3 separate regions of the Mus musculus genome follow, and all the other regions are linked to region 3. A link is a contact called in public Hi-C data. All regions are on one chromosome and are shown on one strand. Each heading gives the region's core, a stretch centred on a gene start, on an enhancer-like site or on the middle of the called end of the contact. The rest is flanking DNA. Distances are from core to core; before and after follow the strand shown. Region 1 has its middle 14 kb from the start of Gm38404. Region 2 has its middle 38 kb from the start of Gm52919. Region 3 overlaps 9330179D12Rik (RIKEN cDNA 9330179D12 gene).

Region 1 (4,089 bases), core at 881-3,380, 130 kb before region 3:
AAAAGAAAAGAAAAGAAAAGAAAAGAAAAGAAAAGAAGAGAAAAGAAAAAAAGTGCCTCCCGAAAGGAAGAAAAAAAGTCTCTATTTTGTTCCCAATCTTGGAAGAAAAGCATCCATTTTTCACTGTAAATATTATGTAAATAATTATATTAAACAATAAACACAGTATAGGTGTATGTGAAATAATGTTGGATTGTGGTTGATACATTTGTCAAGTAAGCTCTTTAATTTTTTTTCCTGAGAGTTTGAACACGAATATAAAGTTTTATCAAATTATTTCTTTTCTGTATTAGCTGATATGATCATGCAACTTTTATTCTTTTGCTTGTTAGTATGGTAGATTGGTTGATTACATCCTTAGACTAAACACTAGTTTGTCATGGTAGACCATTATTTAAGCATATTTCTGTATTCTTTTTTGCTAACAACATCACATTAAGAATTGTGTATCTACGATGGTGGGAATGTTGATCTGTAGGCGAAAGTATCTTAGTAAGGGTTTCTATTGCTGTGAAGAGACACAGTGACCACAGCAACTCATATAAAACATTTAATTGGGGCTGACTTACAGGTTCAGAGGTTGAGTTCATTATCTTCATGGCAGGAAGCATGGTGACACATTGGCAGACCATGCTAGAGACGGGGCTGAGATTTGCAACCAGATTCACAGACAGCCGTAAGAAAGAGCCACCGGGCCTGGCTTGATCTTCTGAAACCTCAAAGCCCATCTCCAGTGACACATTTTCCCCAAAAAAGCCACACCAACTCCAACAAGGTCACACCACCTAATAATGTCACTCCCTGGTGACCAAGCATTCAAGTCTATGATATGAGCCTACAGGGGCCATTGTTATTCAAACTGCCACAGTAGGTTTGCTTTCATTGTAGTAGTAATTTCATTAAATGTATTAGAATGATGTCTACTTCTCTCATCTTTTAGATGAGATTGTACAGAGTTAATGTTATTCTCTATTGCTTCATATAATGCTCAAGCAAGACCACCTGATTTTGGAAATTGTCTTTCCTAAGAATTTTAATATTACTAATTCGATTATCTTAACATGATATCTATGAATATAAATATTTCATATTTAACATTTGATGAGTTTGTTTTTCAAGCAAGTATCCATTTTGTCTCAATTTTTAAACTAACATGTAGAGCATTGTCAATAATATTCTTTTTTTATCATTTCGGTAGCCTAGTCATATTGCTAAGCTTGGAGCACATGAGTCTAAATAGTTATCATTATAATTGTCTTCACCATTATCATTGTCACCATCATCATCATTGTTTCTTAACACCACCATCATCATAACTATGGTCATCATCATCGTAGTCATCATTATCATCATTGTAATCTCATCATTATCATCATCATCGTTGTCACCGTCATCATCATCACCACCATGGTCTCTAAAACCATCATTATCATCTTTGTCACCTCACCACCATCATAACTATTGTCATCACCGTCGTTTTCATAGTTGCATCATCATTATCATTACCATTATCATTGTCCCCATCATCATCGTCACCACCACAATCATCATCATTGTTGCCTCTGAAACTCATCAGTTTTCCCCTTTGGAATCTTCAGATATCTGTCTTCCATACATTGCTCAGGGGTTGCATTGTTCTTCAGTCAGATAAAGAAACACCTACTCCATCTTTCTAGAAGCTGAAGTCAGGCTTCGCTCTAAGGAAGGAGATGGATGGCTTAGCACCACCTGCATTGCTGTTTCCTAGAATTCCTTATATTTGAACAGTACAGTTTCTAGTTGAGGGACATAGTTAAGTCACATCAGTGAGGGATCAACATAAGACAGAGGTGAAGAGCTGCTCTGAACAGTGGAGGGCATCCGGATCGTCTGGATTCACAGATGGGAATGGAAGAGAGGCAGAGCGAAACATCAGCATGTCCATATGTATTCTTAGACATGTTAAGTAGCTAAAAGACTACCCTTGCTTAATTGTCAAGCATTTGGAAGAGAACTGGAAGGCTGTCTACAGACTCATGCTCACATGAGCTCTTCAGTTCCTTCTATCTGCAGAGACAGGCCTTGTCCCATGAGATCACCACTGCACTCCCTTCTGTCAATCTGTGGAGTGGATTTACTCAGAGATTAACATCACTATGAGTCATGTCACGTAAACGGCATGTTACTCAGTCCAGGATCCCCATCTGTATGAGGCTGTGAGGGCTCAATACCAGGTGCTAGTCAGGTACAGATACTTGTTTGAGGGAAGAAAGCTTTGACAGTCTTCCAAGTGTTTCCAAAGCAAGGTTTAATTTCCTCTGGCTATGTAGAAGTGTAGGGATGTGTAGGCTATTCAGGTGTCTTGTGACGGTACATAATACAGTGCCCAACCCACAGAACTTGAGACATAAAGGTCGTGTGCTCTGCTAGTGTGATATGGGCTTGGCTTTCGTTAAGGGAAAGGGAATGTGTCTGTCAGAGGCATTCTGCAGGGACACAATCCGTGTTGGGGGTGGCATCTTGCTTGCCTCTCTTTGCTGGTCCCTGCTCTCTTTCTTTTTCAGGTAAAGACTGGAGGACCTTCAGAGTGCCTGGACTCTCATTCTTACTCATCTTGACAATGAATCTTTCAGTGTTGTTTCAAACTGGAAAATGACAACTAGAAGCCTTTGTCACCTTTCCTACTCAGAAATAATTCCGTTGAGGAACATGCGACTGACTCAAAAACCAAAACAAAGCTATGTCTGGTAACATGGGTCTGCAGTAGCTGCTATTGAAGAGACTGAGGCAGGAGGAGCAAAAGTTCAAGGCTTACATGGGCAACTCAGTAAGAGACTCTGTCTGAAAATGAAAAGTAGGAAACGGAGGAGCCAGAAAGATGGCTCAGTGGGTAAAGGCTCTTGCAGAGAAGTCTGACAGCCTGAGTTCAACTACCAGACCTACTACGGTAAATAGAAAGGATCAACTCTCACAAGCTGTGTTTTTTACCTCGACAATGAACCCACACAACAAACACCCCCAAACAAACATCCTCATATAAAACAAACAAACAAACAAACAAGTAAGCCAATAGTGAATGGATTTTTCAGGTAGATGAAAGGTGAAGCTGGGCACACAGCTCAGTGGTAAAGCACACGCCCAGCATGTGGGAGACCTAAGGGCCATGTTTCTTCATGGCTTTGTTCACTCAGTACTGTCCCTTAGACCTCAGCATTCCTATCAGTAAACGTGATGTTTTAGGATCCAGTTAGTGTTATCAGTCTCTTTAACGGAGATTATGAAAAAAAAGAAAGCAGCTTAGATAAGCAGATTAATCTTCCTTTCAAGAGAGTTAGAGGTAGGCAGTTTAAAGCCAGGTTGTCAGTTCTGTAACATCGTTGATACACCAGCCTCCTTGTCAGCTTGCATTACCTTGCTTACTACAGCACCTCTCTCTTCTGGATACCCGTGAGGCTGTTTTAGCTGCACCACCTTACACTCCAGACATTAGCAAAGTGAGGGGCAAAAGGCCAAGGGCAGCTCAGCAAGTGCCTCCTTGAGGGAATTCTCCTTAGGATCCACTGGGAGCTTCCACTTATGTCTCTATGGTCCAAGGGGCCACATGGCCTGCCATATTTGCAGCTAGAGACATTTGTTTTGTGTGACTACTTCAGCACCCCATCTTTAACAGGGCTCTGCTGTGAGGATGGAAGGAAAGATGAATATTTGGTGACTCCTTTGAGACTCTGCCCCCAGTACGCTTTTCTGCTTCTGATGGTCTTCATTTCCACACACTAGGACATGCACGGTCACTACCATAGCCCAGTTCTCATACTGAAAGTGAGGATGTGCACTGTCGGGGCAGTGGCAAGAAGAGTGCCTTCAAAGTGAGAGTATTCTGACAGTCCCAGGCCACTGAGATGGCCACACACCATGGATCCTTCCTCACAAGTTCCTATGTGTCCTCTGAGCTGGCCCAACCCTAGGAAGAATTTGCAACAGCTTGAACCCATCACGTTTTGCACACAAAACCTCTGACCCCTTCATCTGGAGTTCATTGATTCAAATGGGCGTGAATTGGGGCGAATGGGATCAGCCCACTTCAAAGGTGTTGCAGAGTGACAGGCCACT
Region 2 (4,321 bases), core at 1,011-3,510, 200 kb before region 3:
GCTGACTGGAGCAGAGGCTGTCTCTGTTAGGTGACACAACCTAATCTGTTGCTGACTAGATTCGATCAAACTGGACTGCTGGTGTATCCGTGAAGTGTTTGCAAGTAGGTCGAGCTATGGCTGCCTGCTGACCTGTGAACTGAACTGCTGATTTCCAGACAGCACAGATGGGAGTTGCTCCAAAGAACCTTTCAAAACAGGTCCACTTCTCCCAGATCCTTTCTTTTCCACCACCTCTGGGGGTGATGGGCTAAAAGGTAGTTAAAGCATTTAAGAACCATCATTAAAAATAAGGTTTGAAAAATTAAAGTTACATATCTGTAGCAGTGTGGTTGCAGGGGCACTCCACCATGCCTGGCGTTTTCATGCTTCTGACAGATCCAAATTCAGTTCCTCATGCTTGCATATCGAGCACTTCAACCCACTGAAGCATCTCTCCAGTCCAACCCTGTCTTTTGTGTTAATGGACATGGTCCCCACAGGGGGAAGCTCTCACCTTTTCTATCACCTCCTAGATCTTGTCTAGGAGAGAGAATGAACATTGCCCTCACCAGAAAACACACAGGAAAAGGTGACAGCCAGCATTTCTTACAAGCAGATCTGACTCCCGTGACAGTGGTTTCAAACCACTGACACCTCTGCCTTGATCCTCGGGGCTGAGAAGCCTCCCAGGCGGCTGCAGCAGCAGCGGTGATGGCTGCTGCTGCTGCTGCTCCTGCTGCTGCTCCTGCTGCTCCTGCTGCTCCTGCTGCTCCTGCTGCTCCTGCTGCTCCTGTTGCTCCTGCTGCTGCTGCTGCTGCTGCTGCTGCTGCTGCTGCTGCTGCTGCTGCTGCTGCTGTTGTTGTTGTTGTTGTTGTTGTTGGAGATGGAGACTCACATAACCCAGGCTGGCTTAGATCCACCCATGTGTCAGAGGATGACCTTAGACTGTTGATAACGCCTACCTCCCAGCCGCTGGATAATAAGCACAATGACCCACCTGTGACATGATTTGAAACAGTATAAATAGTGATGAAGGCTGGGAAGGAGGAGGGGGAGGAAGAAGAAGAAGAGGAAGAGGAGGAAGAGGAGGAAGAAGAAGGCAACAAAAATATTTAACTAATAGAAATAAACCTGGCCCATCCATAAGACACTAGTGAAGTAAACTGTGATGTCGTTACATCATGGAAATGAGTAGTTTTGAAGTGTATTGATGTGGGAAAGTTATCCTGCATGTATTTTCCTGGGGCAGGGGAGGTTTTAGAACAGAATACAGAGCATGCTTCCTTTTAGCCTAAAGGGGAAAAAATCAACACTGATGTACATTTGCATGTTCATGTTTGTAGAAATGCCGAGATAAAGAGCGGAAAGTTCTAACCATGATTGGCTCCTGCAGGGGAAAGAAGAGGCATAAGAAAGGCTGTAGATAATGCAACAAGATTGATGGACGTTTACTTGAAGCCATTTTATTGTTTTAGTTGTTGACCCGTGTGAATTGCGTTACCTAATCCAAAATCGTTGTTGGAGATGTGTACTTTGTCTAATTAGATTAAGGAATGGCAATAGATAGATAGATAGATAGATAGATAGATAGATAGATAGATAGATAGATAGATAGATAGATAGATGCCTCCAGTGTCAGAAGTTCTGGATAGATCCATGTACGTTTAGATGCCTAGAACAGCTCAAAGATAAACAAAGCCTGCAGAGAATGTTGGGGTAGGGGGTTGAAGGGAAGACCCCTGATCGTGTTCCCCAGAACCAGCAGCCAGGATGGACTCTTGGGCCAAGAGGTAGACAGCCTCCATAACTTAAGGATCGGTGGGAGCTGTCAGATGGGTTTCCCATCTGGAACTGGGCATCTCGCAATTCTGATTTGTGTGGTTGCAACCGAACTGGCGGATTCCGTGAAAAGCAGCCCAGCTCGTACTGAACAGAAAGGAGGGATCCTGTTTGCTATGTTCTGAGAGTCCTGAGTTACGGGCAGGCAGGAGAGTCTTAAGCTGCACTCTGCGAGTATGGGGCTATGACTCAGGCGTTAACACTGGCTAGGAGGAAGTCTGTGGCCCTCACTACTGAGACATGGAGCAGAAAGGCTTCCTTCAGTGGAGTATGTGTGGCTGGCTGCCCACTTCGCCTGCAGCCTGGGGAATGAGTGAGCACACGGCTCACCTGAAACCAAGGAGTGGCCCTTTATCATGAAGCTGTTCCAAAAGCTGTTTGCCTGAGTCTTCAAACCAGTTTCCAAGCAAAGGAAAACTCAGGGGCCAACATGGTGAGGACGCTGCTACCAGCAGAGGGCAGTGACGTCCTGTCATTTACTGTCCAATGGCCATAAATTAATCTTTGGGTTTTTTTAAAAAATCATATGCATACTTCCTTAGTTCATCTGTCTAAGCTACCTTTTTCCTGTAGTTCCCTTCAAGATAGAATGACCTATCTCTGGTCAGTTTCTACACTTCAGTGATGGACAGTTGAGGTCACAGTCCTTGGTCACAAAGTGCCCACCCCCCTCATTTGGCTAAACCCACTGTGTGCTGGAATGAACTTGAATTCTACATGGTAATTCCTTCTTAATAACTTTCAAAGACCATGGGATTGTTTCCTGGGAAAAGGAGAGCCGGGCGCCTTCCCTCTCCCCTCTCAGGGCCTATGACCTCTCTTTATCTCCCCAACAGAACCATATCTAATTGTGAGAAGAGGCCAGGCTCAGGAAACCTGGGCTCCTCTGGGCAGAGAGCAGGCGGGACACACACCGGCCTGAGAGACACTGCTCAGGGTTCAAAGGAGCGGCTGTCAATACCACCACAGTGAGGGTAACCCACTGACTGACTGAGAGTGAACCTGTGAGGGAAATCCATTGACTGACCAAGAGGGGGCCTGCATCCATTATTGTCATGGTCTGTGTTTTGGTTTTGTTTTGTTTTGTTTTGTTTTTCATCTCCCTGGAGCCCCTGATACCCCAGGGCCTGTATTCTGAGTCTTTTTTTAAAAGATTTATTTCTTTATTATATGTAAGTACACTGTAGCTATCTTCAGACGTTCCAGAAGAGGGCGTCAGATCTCATTACGGGTGGTTGTGAGCCACCATGTGGTTGCTGGGATTTGAACTCAGGACCTTTGGAAGAGCAGTCAGTGCTCTTACCTGCTGAGCCATCTCGCCAGCCCTGTATTCTGAGTCTTGATGGTTGAGTTTTCCTGTATTCCTCTCTTCAAAAATTCTAAGAGATAAAACTCTTTGCTCCCAGAATAATAGTTTCCTATCAACCTTGGGGAAGCCCTTTGTCTCTGAGGTTTTCTGACCCTCACACATTTTATCTGATAAGTAAGATTCACTGACTGGCCACTTTCAATGCTGATATGTCAAGCCCTTGGAATATAGAGGGGAATGCCTGCAGAGAAGGCTCACTAGTAGGCACAACAACAAATTGATGTGGCCTGGGGCACTAGCTGATCATAAGTGACTCTCCCTCAACCCCCAAGGCAACACACATTCCTGAAAGTCAGCGTTACTAAAGTCAGTTTGGGCCACCTGGGGCAGAGTATATCATGAAGTATCTTGCAGACATAAAGAGGGGTTAGAACAGAAAAAAATATATCAAAACACCCAAACAAGGGCCCATGCATGTCGCACACAGCAAGGACATGGAGTTCTTTGGAGAGTTTAAGATAGGCTTCCTGGTGGGAGGTCCCCCAAAGTGCTCACTACTTGTGCGCTTGGCTTGCTGCAGAGATGAAAGGGTAGACTTTGGAGAGGTGCAGGTTGGGGCTGTTTGGTGTTTGGAATTCATTTTCCTCAGTTATAGCAAATACCCACAGCCCTGTAGATACACCCTGAGCATAAAGAGACCACAAAGCAAGCATTGCTGCCCCACGATGACATCTCTCATCTTCCTGGTTCTAAGCTATGCTTTCCTGCATAATTACTGGGAATCCACATGCCTTTGAGGGCCTGGGGGTTATGAGTAGCCTGGAGAGGCTGAAAGGGCACGCAGCCCGCATGCTCATGCGTGTGGCTGATGCAAATCCCTGCCCCCAAAGACATTTTAGAAATCTTTTAAGGCCAACTTGATGGTGGAGCCACTCCTCCTAGGTAAGAGATGACTGAAAAGAATGGTGTCTGGTATCAGATGCTGTACATAAAGAATCAAACGCTGTACATAAAGATCGTCTAAGCCGTAGCATCATGGCAACCCAGGATACTTAGGAGGCAGGAATGATTTCTGTTCTTTTTCTAGTGTGAAACAAGATAGATAGAAATGTCACGGCCTTGAGCATGTCGATGCTAACTGATTAAGTCATGCAGGAGCTGTTGAATGTGTGTGTTGTACACAGCCGTGCT
Region 3 (4,271 bases), core at 606-3,105:
GCCTAGTGTCCTTTCACTGAGGCTGCAAGAGCTCTCAATATTTCCCCGACTCTCTCCCTTCCTGTGCTAGACATCTAACACAGCACCTCTTTGTGTGCCAACTGTGTGTACTCGCACTGATCCACACTTCTAGCTTCCAGTCGGTACTTTCTATGTGATCCCCTAGCAATAAAGTCTGTCAGTTTTTGTTTATCCGAAAATACCTTAATTCCTCCTTGACTTTCTCTTTGTGCATGTGTTTGTGTGTAATGTGAAATTATGCACGTGCACGCACAGCCGTGTGCATGTATATGTGTGTGTGTGTGCGTAGAGACCAGAGATTGGTGTCAGGTGTTTTCCTCCATCTCCCCCCACCTTCTACACTGAAGTAGGACCTCTCACTTGCCCTCACCCTTGCTGGAGCTCTGTTGAGGCTGTGTTTTTCCTTAAGTGACTTTCCTCTACAGATTGTGTGAAGTCTATGTTTTTGGTCATCTACAACTTCCTCCGAAGGGTCTGTGGGGTTTTCGTGTTCGGGTGATGCTCAGACAGGCAGTTCTTTAAATTGTCTGAGACCATATGTCTCCCAGCCTTTATGGAGGGACTTTGTGTCTGTTACAGCATGCCTTCAGCAATCTGTATACTCTTTAAGGTCTTGGCTTTACTTCACTTTCTGTCCTCAGCTGAAAAGGTGAGTACCTTTGCAAGATTTCCCCCCAGCATATACATAGCCATGCACGTTGCTTTCCATGTCCTTAGAAATACATCAGGAAATACTCAGTGGTTAAATACACTGAGTACTCTTGCAGAGGACGCAAGTTCAGTTCTCAGCACCTACATGGCGGTTTAAGACCATCTGTAAGCCAGGTTCCTAGGGCTCTTAAGCCCTCTCTTCTAACCTTCCTGGGTAGCAGGCACATTTGCCGTGCACATGCATGAGAGCTAAACTCATGTGTACGTAGACTCTGCATGGACAGCACACACACAGGTCAGCTTTCTGGCACCGGAACCAACATGCAAGCTGTTTAGTTTCAAGGAGGAAGGTTTACCTTGGCTCCCCATTTCTGAGCACTCTGCCGGTGATCTTTTGTTCCCACTGCTTTGGGGTCTGTGGTGAGGCAGCACACACCTTGGTAGTCAAGGTGGCCAAGAAGGAGGAGGGGCTGAGTCACTGGGACCCCAATATATTCTTCAAGGAGTCTCTTTCAGGACCTAACATCCTTTGCATACGTCTTACCTTATCCCATTTGCACCAAGCCTTTAACCTAACTGCAGGAGGACAATCAGGGCTCAAACTACATGGGGCCAGCAAGACGGCTGAGAGAGTAAAAGGTAAAAGTGCCTGCTGCCAATTCTGATGACCTGTGTTCGATCCCCAGGACCCATGTGTTGGAAGGTGAGAACCAACTCTGTAAGTTTCCTCTGATGGTCACACAAATACTTTGATATGCACCTCCCCCACCCCAACACATGCACACAATAAATGTTAAAACAAACAAACAAACCCAAAACAACAGCAAAACAAACAAACAAAAACCCTACAACAGCTCTTCCCCTGGCTTGGCTTTTTAACAACAATAACAACAACACAGTAATAATAATAAAAAATGTCCCCTTCACAGCAGTCCTGACACCCAGGATGTCACCCAGGCAGATGAAATGCTAAAGAGTGACCAGTGACTATAAGAGCGCAGGGCTGCTTGCCCAGAGCAGAGACTGAATGAGACCAAAGCTTCTAGAATGGAGCACTTCAGGAGAACTGCCTGATAAAAGTCAGTGGCTTAAAAAAAAAAAAGTTGGAGAGGACTCAGGACAGAGGCAGATGCACACAGAGAGGTGAAAGTCACGGGCCATGGGGGAAACACCAGGAAAGCAGAAGTGAGCCGTGAGAAGTGGCCAAGGTCAGCCAGAGAGGGTGAGTCACCAGGAGACCAGAACAGAAGCAGGAAGAGCGATAGGAAATGATGGCAACACTGTTTAAATAAAGACAGCCCCCCCCCCAGAAGCCTGGGCTTCAGAGTTTGCAGGAGTGGGTGGGCTGCTCCACCCTCTCTGCCACTGGCGAGGAGGAACGGCAGGTGCGAGTAAGGGGCAGATGCTGCTGGTGCTGGCTTCTAAGGACTTAGTGCTTCCTCGGTTTGAGTTGTTTACACATAGCCTATGCTATTCTAAAACAGTGCATTTTTGCCTTATGTTCTGTAAAACAGATCTCTCTTTAAAAGCTTCAACACCATAGAAACATTTGTCAAACAGGATGGTATCATCAAATATGTGATTAAAAATCATTACAATAAATATCAAGTCATTAGGATACATAGCACTCCTCCACGAACCACTCCCCTTGCTTTGGACAACACTGAAGTGGATGTCTAAGATTTTCTGTACTTCCAGAATGGTGTGGGTGGGTTTTCACACCCCGTCTACTGAAAATGAGGGCATCCTTGGTATCTGTCCGAATAGGGATGCACTCAAGACTCTGGGGACTGGGCTGCGATGGAACATGTGGACAGCAATGAAAAGTTCCACCTTTTCACTAGCTACACATTAGGAAGAGACAGAATCCTTAGCAGGCAGCCTAAGGCCAAGGGGCTGATGTCCAAAGAGGAGACAAGATGAAGGACCCACACTCACAAGTACCTGGTAAACTGAAAGTCTTAACTATGGTTATGCCTTGTTCTGCCATTTTTCATGGCAAAAGGCAGCACTGTGAGGCGTGCATGGGTGAAGGTGGCTGCTGCCAAGTCCGATGACCTGTGTCCAATGCCCAGGACTCACGTGGCAGGAGAGAGAGCTGCTGATTCCCACAAGTTGCCCTTGGATCTCTACTCAGGTGCTGTGGCAAGCACATGCAGACATACATGTTCACATGTGTACATGCATGCAGACACATGATAGATTAGATAGATAGATAGATAGATAGATAGATAGATAGATAGATAGATAGATAGATAGATAGATAGATAGACAGAAAGATAGACAGATAGATAGACAGATTAGATAGATAGATAGATAGATAGATAGATAGATAGATAGATAGATAGATAGATAGATAGATAGATAGATAGAAAGATAGACAGACAGATTAGATAGATAGATAGATAGATAGATAGATAGATAGATAGATAGATAGATAGATGGATGGATGGATGGATGGATGGATGGATGGATGGATGGATGGATGGATGGATGGATGGACGGACGGTTGGTTTTAAAACATTTTTTGCCAGATGGTCAGGAAGTTGAGGTTCCCATTTCTGGATAGTTATATAACCTTTTGTAAACCATTCCCCATACCTTGGTACGGGAATGTCACATGGTTCTTGGGAAGAAGCTACAAAAAAGAAGCCAGCACACGGGTTATCATACAGTAAACAGATGCACACCCAGGTTCTAACTCTGGCTTTGCAGGAAGTGTCCTCTGACATCCAAGAAATAAATACTGCACAGAACTGCTCTATCATGGGATACCCTTCTGAGATATGAGCTCCTCCCCAACAGAGACATTCCATCACTGATATGTGCCAGGGATGCTCTGAAGGACTTCCACATGACATACTGGAGATAACCCCAAAATGCTATGATCATACCCATGTTGGTTCCAGGTTGAACGGAGCTGTGGCTTGTGTGAGATCTGAGTGTTCCCTGGGGATCCATTATTATTAAAGTCTCTGTCCCTACATGGGTACCATTGGGAGAATAAATAGTTCCAGGTTATTCTAGGAGAAAGTTCTCAGGTTATTGGGTACATGTTGTGGGGTCCATACTCATAGTCTCCCCCTTCTATGACAATGCAAGCTCTTCCACACACAGTCTCCCAGGGCCATGCTGTCACTAACAAAGGCAAAACCAAAGGGGCTGCCTAATCGAGACTCTGACATTCCAAAACCGGGAGCCAAACAGCCCCTTTTCTCTACTTACAAGCCAAGCAGGGGCCTCCAGTGTTCCATTAGAGTGATGGAGACCCAATTAACCTCACAGGCAGATGAGGGGTGGGCACACCTCTCCTGACTGCTGGCCAGCACTCTTCTCATGATTCCATTAATCCAAAGACATTTTACAGAGAGATGTTTAGGAAGTATACCAAATACAATAGTTTATTGACCACATCTCCCTTTTTCAGTAGCCACACTGAAAAGCGCCATGTTTGTAATTCTAGGAACAGGTATCTTGCTGGCTTTCCCTGAAGCAGAGAGTACCCAAACAATTAGGGTTTCTGATATAGTCAAAGCATCAATATTGAATGAGAAAAAAAAATGGGACCTAGATATTTCCCCTGCATGTCGCTAGATACT

Evidence for each region. Hi-C and Micro-C count contacts between places; a contact is called where the count stands out from the background.
Region 1: a contact with region 3 is called in a Hi-C map of bone marrow-derived macrophages, with 45 read pairs. The contact joins two enhancer-like sites. A contact is called at or near these places in 6 of 39 promoter capture datasets (the 3T3-L1 cell line, 3T3-L1-derived adipocytes, embryonic stem cells and 2 more), 4 of 484 Hi-C or Micro-C datasets (bone marrow-derived macrophages, colorectal tumor organoids, nephron progenitors and 1 more), 16 of 115 datasets of contacts at active chromatin or transcription factors (the 230-238 cell line, CD8 T cells, DN3 thymocytes and 12 more) and 1 of 9 other capture datasets (macrophages).
Region 2: a contact with region 3 is called in a Hi-C map of bone marrow-derived macrophages, with 33 read pairs. The contact joins two enhancer-like sites. A contact is called at or near these places in 9 of 39 promoter capture datasets (the HPC-7 cell line, HPC-7-derived erythroid cells, Sertoli cells and 6 more), 18 of 484 Hi-C or Micro-C datasets (CD8 T cells, Th1 cells, Th2 cells and 12 more), 35 of 115 datasets of contacts at active chromatin or transcription factors (the 230-238 cell line, CD8 T cells, DN3 thymocytes and 26 more) and 3 of 9 other capture datasets (adipose tissue, liver and macrophages).

The regions. Positions count from the first base shown.
Region 1 is chr6:127,292,067-127,296,155 of GRCm38.p6, reverse strand. No RefSeq gene overlaps it. Among named protein-coding and RNA genes, the nearest start is that of Gm38404, 14 kb to the left of the region's middle. Within about 2 kb of position 2,130, at least 11 of the 459 cell types and tissues checked have an H3K27ac peak or open chromatin away from gene starts, as enhancers often do. A contact at or near this core is called in bone marrow-derived macrophages, where this site is marked.
Region 2 is chr6:127,357,435-127,361,755 of GRCm38.p6, reverse strand. No RefSeq gene overlaps it. Among named protein-coding and RNA genes, the nearest start is that of Gm52919, 38 kb to the right of the region's middle. Within about 2 kb of position 2,260, at least 72 of the 459 cell types and tissues checked have an H3K27ac peak or open chromatin away from gene starts, as enhancers often do. A contact at or near this core is called in CD8 T cells, the HPC-7 cell line, Th2 cells and 3 more, where this site is marked.
Region 3 is chr6:127,160,650-127,164,920 of GRCm38.p6, reverse strand. The region is part of intron 1 of 9330179D12Rik (RIKEN cDNA 9330179D12 gene); the gene reads right to left. Among named protein-coding and RNA genes, the nearest start is that of Ccnd2, 12 kb to the right of the region's middle. Within about 2 kb of position 1,855, at least 75 of the 459 cell types and tissues checked have an H3K27ac peak or open chromatin away from gene starts, as enhancers often do. A contact at or near this core is called in CD8 T cells, the HPC-7 cell line, Th2 cells and 3 more, where this site is marked.